Regions from separate parts of the Mus musculus genome. Here region 1 is linked to region 2. The links are chromatin contacts, called in public promoter capture Hi-C maps. All regions are on one chromosome and are shown on one strand. Each heading gives the region's core, a stretch centred on a gene start, on an enhancer-like site or on the middle of the called end of the contact. The rest is flanking DNA. Distances are from core to core; before and after follow the strand shown. Region 1 overlaps Traf3ip2 (TRAF3 interacting protein 2). Region 2 overlaps Fyn (Fyn proto-oncogene).

The links. Capture Hi-C pulls out chosen DNA fragments and counts their contacts.
Region 1: a contact with region 2 is called in a promoter capture Hi-C map of adipose tissue. The contact joins two enhancer-like sites. A contact is called at or near these places in 2 of 484 Hi-C or Micro-C datasets (nephron progenitors and uterus), 1 of 115 datasets of contacts at active chromatin or transcription factors (embryonic stem cells) and 3 of 9 other capture datasets (adipose tissue, liver and pancreatic islet).

Annotation. Positions count from the first base shown.
Region 1 is chr10:39,645,487-39,649,209 of GRCm38.p6, forward strand. It overlaps Traf3ip2 (TRAF3 interacting protein 2), which reads left to right. Exons shown (of 9, transcript NM_134000.3): 6 at 222-290; 7 at 1,363-1,479. All of the region lies in intron 2 of E130307A14Rik (RIKEN cDNA E130307A14 gene), which reads right to left. Among named protein-coding and RNA genes, the nearest start is that of Gm16364, 34 kb to the left of the region's middle. Within about 2 kb of position 1,830, at least 71 of the 459 cell types and tissues checked have an H3K27ac peak or open chromatin away from gene starts, as enhancers often do. A contact at or near this core is called in adipose tissue and uterus, where this site is marked.
Region 2 is chr10:39,505,479-39,508,807 of GRCm38.p6, forward strand. All of the region lies in intron 3 of Fyn (Fyn proto-oncogene), which reads left to right. Among named protein-coding and RNA genes, the nearest start is that of Gm40627, 83 kb to the right of the region's middle. Within about 2 kb of position 1,638, at least 41 of the 459 cell types and tissues checked have an H3K27ac peak or open chromatin away from gene starts, as enhancers often do. A contact at or near this core is called in adipose tissue and uterus, where this site is marked.

The DNA of each region.
Region 1 (3,723 bases), core at 580-3,079, 140 kb after region 2:
CTATATTCTAGCTATGGATATTATATACTTAAATATCTATGAACACTGAAGTGAGCATATTTCACGAACCTCTTTGCTTCTCTGTTTGGTCTCACGTGTTCCTCCTTATTGAGAGCACTACTTTTAGGGTTGCACATGTATGTAGGATCTTGTGTTTTCTTGAGGTCTGCACTCGGAGAAAGCTCTCATTAAGAGCTCTTTTGCGCATCCTTTTCTTGTAGATTGACATATTTGAGGATAGAATCCGGGGTATTGATATCATTAAATGGATGGAGCGCTATCTTCGAGATGTAAGTATGTTCCAAAAATCTGAGGATGTGTGCTGGTGAGAAAAACAATTAGCTTGTGAAGATATTTCATAGTAGAAACACTGATACTCTCCCCAAGTCTGAGTCTGAGGAAGCCTGGACAAAGCCTCTCTTGTTAGAAGCTATGCAAAAACTTGGAAAGGAAGGATGGGGTCACCCTCCTGGACATGCAGAGGCAGGAAATAATGGTCAAACCAGACACAGGTGGTTGATAACAATCAGCACAAACAATTTCTAGAGCAGAATAGGAAAGGAGGAAATGATAGCGGGGGGTGGGAGGGTGCAGCAGAACCCAGCTGAATTGGAGGCCATTCCAAGCATTTTGTAGGACTGGGCTTGAGAGGTTTCTGGGCAGCTTTGAAAGCTAAGCAGCATGCTACCCCAGGGCACCCACTTGCAGCCCTGTGATTCGTTTTCCACAGACAGAATCTATACTAGCCACTGGGACACTCTGTGCTTTAACAAGATAGAAATTGATTGCTGCCAGCATGTCTGTGTCTGGGTACTTCTTTGGGCAGGAGTGGGTGGGGTGGGAGTCTCAGCAGGCTGGGTTTTGCTGCCTTCCTTTTGCCTGCAGCCCGGCGTTTGCTGTGTGTTGAAGGGTCTGCTCCTACTGACTGTGCTGATGTGCACAGGTGAAGCAGGGCAGTGGAGGTGCATGGTGACTGACAGCTCACATCAGGCTGCAGGGAAGAAGGGTGCTTTTCCGTGCAGTGGTGATGTCTTTCTGCCTCCATGCAGAGTCAGTGATTTCAGATTTCATCAGATGTTTATTAGAGAAGGTTGTGGACGGCAGGAGAATTCCTCTCAGAACCATTTGTTCTGCATGTTTGTGGGTGCTGGGCGCAGAGGCAGTGGGGAGGGGTAGAGGTGACAGCAGGCCTGTGGGGGTTGGGCGGCGCTGATGCCTTTTGCTTTCACAGAGGGACTGGTCGTGTACTGGCCAGCAGGTCAGGGACCGCGTATGGTCCTGCTGGCCAGTTTCCAGCTGGCCTTCACCAAACGAACCATGCTTCCTGCTTCCATAAACATGCTTTCCTCCTTCTCATTACAGAAGACAGTGATGATAATCGTAGCAATCAGCCCCAAATACAAACAGGATGTGGAAGGCGCTGAGTCGCAGCTGGACGAGGACGAGCATGGCTTACATACTAAGTACATTCATCGGATGGTGAGTGAGGGACCACAGCGCCTGGCTCTTCCTCTGGGGCAGGCACCCTCTCTAGGGGGGTTGTTTCTTCATTCAAGGTACTGGGATGTTTGGGGATGCCACAGTTATTTCTATGGCTCAGGATATTTTGAACCTTGAGACCTATGAAGCAGCATCACTCCTCCACCCAGTACTCAAACTGGTCCTGCCAGTAACTTAGAGGTATCAGTCAAAGTTCTAGGAAGTAGAGCTTTGTTTGCTTGGCTATTTACCAACAAGTGTGAAGTTTTAGGAGGCTAGAGTGGTGGAGTGGGCTGGGCATTGTAGCTGTTACATTCTGTTCCTCCCTTTTTCAGAGAGGCAAGTGAAAATTGGGAAGGACACTTCTGTCATGCCAAAAAAGCATGTGTCACATTAGCCTCCTAAGCACAGGCTATGTGGCCATGGCCCAAGTTCTTAAATCCTGCCCTTCTGCAACCCTGTTCACAAAATGGATCATCACTATACACGGTGCTGTGAAGATAAGTGAAGTGATATTCAAAGCATTTGGCACAAGAAAACACTTAACCAAAGAGATATTTGTTCTTTTGTGATAGGTGGGGAACATTCTACTCCCTAACCTGTGCCGTGGGGCTTGGTTACACTTAAACCATGGGAGAATTTAGAAGGAATCAAACTTGCTCAACAACTTGGAGGAAATATTACCCAGCTTCAGAGCTAGCTGTTTTATGGACTGCTTGCCATCTTGTCCTTTGTAGATTTAGAGATACGTTAGAGACCATTTCTATTTAACTAGGAAGCCAGACTAGACCTGTGACTTTCACACTGTCCTGTGGGAACTGTGTGTCTGAAGGCAAGAGTGGCCCTGGTTTCTCTGGCTTGTTTTTTACCAAGGATTCTGACATTAGAGAAAGAGCAGGGAAGTCACTGGACTTGAACTCACAACCCAGTTTCAGTCTCATCCTGCACGGAGATCGGGGATCATCACACCTCACTGCAAGGACTAAGTAAGCAGCATAGGGCAGGACACAGTCAGTAGCCTCAGGCCACCTTTTCCCCAGGGGAAAGAAAAGTTGACCACCATCCACCCTGTGGGTAGAGGGCAGGGAAGGTGTGTAAGCAGCACCCTTATCATCTGAGTCTTTAGGATCTCTGTCAGTGTGAACCACTTGTTTGAGTTTACAACCCAAAGTGGAAGCTAAGGTAAGGTGGTAAAATTCAAGGGTCTGGCTAAGGGTCAGGAGCTAAGTCTGCCTCATATCCAGTCTTACCCAGTGCCAGCCTGTGGAGTCTGAAAAATAGTATTCTTAGAAATAAACTGATCCATGAAGGTCATGACTGACTGGATATTTCTATCCCTTAGCTGTCTGTATCATGTCTGCACATTCCCAGAATACTGACATTCTGTCTACATCTCTAAGAACCTGCCAGTCCCAGGAACCAGCAGTTGGTACTTGGGAAGGACTCCAGGTCCCTACCAGTTCCTGGACAAACCTGTTTAGTTGTGCTAGTATATTGAAAAGCCAGCCAGTAATACACACAGTTCAACCCAATGACTGTGCCAGCTATAGCCATGTGGTCTCCAAATTTGGTTTCTTGGCCCTAATGTCTTTGGCTTCTCCTCGTCACAGAAGGGACTGGATGCGCCATCAGTATCTCCCCATTGATAGGCCGACTTCCTTGCCTCCTCTAGGCATCTGAGTAGTTACTACACAAATCAAATGATGCCATTAGAAAGCCAGTCTCTGAAAGAAATTATGAGAGACAACAAAAGTATACTGCTGAGGGCTTGTCTTTGACAGAGCAGGAGCCTAGTGGACAGACCAAGTAGCCCACACTGCCCTTGAAGCTGGAATGAACCCTCCCTCTACTGTAACTCAGCCCCTGACTGCAGGCGCTTTCTTCGAGATGGCATGGCTGGTACTTGAACTGAGTATGTGGTGTATGCTTTTGGTGTTGTCTTCTGTTTGGAAGGGAGCTGGCTCTGAGAAGACCCGGGTGGCAGATCCGCACTGTGAGAGTGAGGTTGTCGGCGCCTCCACATTCACTTCTCAGTTTTATTTTCATGCACAACAAAAGGTTCTGCTCTGAAAATCAATCGGAGGATGACACTGTTCAGGGTACATAATGCCTTGCTCTTATCTTTGGCATCAGATGGCTAAAAGCTCTGTGCTGGCCTTGGGAATCTGGAAAACTTTAACTCTCTCAGTATTGAAAAATTCTGATTTTGTTTGAGTTCTTGTAGGTAAATCCTCTTGGGTGAGC
Region 2 (3,329 bases), core at 388-2,887:
ACACACATGGATGATCCAGACACTTGCTGTTTGTGAAGTAAAGCTTTGATTTGATGCGTAGCAGGTCCAGTCTTCTGGCCACTGCATGTGGTCAGTGTCTGCGTTGTGCACACTCCCCTGTCCCGTGGCCTTCTCACCTGAGAGACTGCAGGGTGTCAGAAGGAGCGTTTGGTAGGGGCTTTCCTTCACAGCATTCTACCACAAGTACATACGTCTTTTGTGTTTGGTTGGGGGTGGGGCAGATTATACGAACACTTCACTTCATGAGTTAATTTGCCTGTAAAGTGAATCATGTCTTAAATGCAATAGGAGAGCTCATTTTTATACCAAGGAAACTTTCCGCTACCGCCTCCCTCGTGGTATGTATAAATACCCTTGCCACAGATAGGGAAGACGGGGAAATTGAGGGCTGCTTTAGTTTTGTTGGCTCAAACAGTCATTAAGATGCCAAACCATACCAAGGAAGAGGTGACTCACTGTGGTTCCAGCACCTCCATAGAACCCACTATTCACAGTGTGGAATGTAGATGGAGACAGAGGCACCAAGGCTAACAGAGGCACTGTGCTCTCTGTCCCTGGACGTGGTGTCAAGAGGCGTCCTTCCCTCTGACTTTCCCGCCATGCCTCTTTTGTACACTTTTGTGTGGACTTACCAGGGCTCCATGGTACAGAAAGCAGCTTTGTTGCAGAAGTCCTGAGTTCTGGACATGGACTCTAGTCACCTGTTGTCACCTCTCGTCCCCACCCCGAGCTGAGCTGTGGACACATTCCCCTACCTCTCTATAACAGGGCCCATGTTTGAGGACTTAGAATGTGGTGGTGGGGTTGCGTTTTCCAGTGCAGTACAGTGCAGTGCCTGGCATACATGAGTATGCATACATACACTTCGGATGTTGGCTATGACTGCCAGGATGTGGAACCACCACCTCTACAGTGCCCCATCCCGTAACTAGGCATTCATCTTCTGCAGGCTTCGGACAGCATCCGTGTATTAGCTCACCATTCTGTGGGCCGTAAGCCGGCACGTAGCATGACCGGAATCTCTGATCAGCGAGGCTGAACTAAGGGTGTCAGCTGAGCTGTCACTGGGGCCTTGCTAGGGAAGAATCGGTTTCCTGACTCACACAGACTCTTGATCAGTCTCAGTTGCTCTGGTTTGCTGTGGTCTTGGAACTGACATGCCAGTTCCCTGCTCTGCCAGCTGTGAGCGCTCCTCAGCAGTGGAGAGCCCACATCTGGCCACGTGTTAAGAGCTGCAGGAGAGAGGATCCTCACTTTGAATGCTTCTTCTCACACTTCGGCTCTGCATGTGCAAGAAGAGCCATGACCTCCAGGGCTTACTTGATGAGGTCAGCTCACGGGGACACTGTCCTTCCTAAGGTTGGCTACGCCAAGTGACACAGCCTAACACAGGAGCGGCTGTTTAATTCACACATCCTGGAGACTGTACAGGAAGTTGGAAGGTAGCTTACAGTTCTGCGCACCACAGCACAACCTCAGCAGGGCCAGGGACAAATGGCTCACTTCTTCCATCCATCTGGCAGCAAGTATACTTTGCCAAGTGGGCAGAACTGCACTGCACTGCGCTGACACAGGGTGGACCCAGCACTAAGGCTGTCTGCGGCTCAGCCCCCAAGGTCTTACAGTTGCACAATGCAAACCCGGCTGGATCTTTCCTTTGGCTTAGGACCTCCACCAGTGCTTATGCAACCAAGAGGCACCAAGGCACCCTGCTTTTTCTCCATCCACCTAATTCCTAGGACCTCTCTGACTGTACCGAAAAGACAGATAAAGACCCTTAAGCTGCCAGGGTCATCTGGCTGTGTTCTAGGAAGAAGGAACAACCCATTGGGCAGGATGGAAAGGTGTTGGTGAATCAGGAAACTTGGCTGGCAGGTTCTGTAACCCAGCTACCACTGCTCCGGGCATAGTGTTGAGCTGCCTAAATGAGGCTCTAGCAGTTATGTGCGGAAAACTCCTAATCAGCTGCCCTGGCTCCTCAGGGGATTCACTGTCTGCCGAGAATCTAGTAAAGTTCCTTAAAGTCCTAGTAAAGTTACTCATCCTGTGGATGGTGTTGATTTTCTCAGCATCAAAAGCTGTGTGCCAGGAGCCTCTCTCCTAAGGTCGCCTCACTCTGACTGTGCTCCGCCTCCTCCTGCCCTCTCTCATCCCACTGCTGTTCATTCATGAAGCGGTCCACTTTTGCCTCTGCCCCTGACACAGTGTGAGGAGCTGCAGGGGACCTACAACTCTGCTCTGAATTCCTCATTGCTTATGTGTCGTTGGTCCGGCTCCCATCCTTTTCTTACTCTCCATTGTCAGCTTTGCCCAAGAAAGAGCGATGCTAGAGTGGAAGGGACCATGAGGCAAGTCGTGTCAGAGTTCTGTGGCCAGACCTCACTGTCCTTTCCCAGGCCAGCGCTGCCCACTAGGCTCCCAGGGTGAGAATGGGGCATGGGAGGGGGATAGGGATGAAGAGCTAAGTCTAGAGCTGTCACTTCTCCATTCCTTCTTAAGTTGGCTCCAAGGTAGCAGCCTACTCTGCTAAGATGGCGGCTACTCATTGGCTCTTTTCCCTGTATGTTGCAGAGAAAGGCATTTGCCAGCATGCCCGGTGTCTCATCCAGGCCTTGTTACCCAGCAGCTGTAGAACTTGATCATGGGCATTGCTCTTGGGTTGGCAGCTGAGGAAATGGAAGCTTTCTCATTGTTTGTGTGCCCAGCCTCAGAAGTTGAGAGTGGGTACCCACCTGGGCCCACCTCTGGTCAGAACGTACCTGACCTGTGATAGCTGAGCCCCCCCCCCCATACTGCAGGGCCCCCTCTGTCACAGAAGAACTGTGTGGAGGGTTTGAGGCCACACCATGACCGTAGTATAAAGCGATCATATCTGCTGTGCTCATGGGAGGAGGGTGTGGCTGTGTTTCAGTGTGTCTGGCAACTCTTCCCCTGTTGTGTAACTTAAATAGATTTGTGGGACTATGTCCATTTAAGGAAACAGGGTCCCTTAGCTTTCAAAGGGATGGAGAAACAGGCTATAATCTGGATATCTGGACTGGTCGCACAAGGTCAGGTTAGTGAAGACGCTCTGCTGCCAGCTCTTCTAGACAGACACATTGACTAGGTACATGGATGTGGTGTCTTACGAGTCAGCACTCCAGGGCCCCAGTGTTGTCAGAGTGGCACTGACAGTGCTTTGCAGTGACCTACAAATCAAAAGCAACTAGAATAGTTAGTACACTTACTCCATGTTGGTGGACACAGAAAACACCGAATAATAGAGATATTCTTTTCTGGTTTTTTTTGTTTGTTTTTTGTTTTTTGTT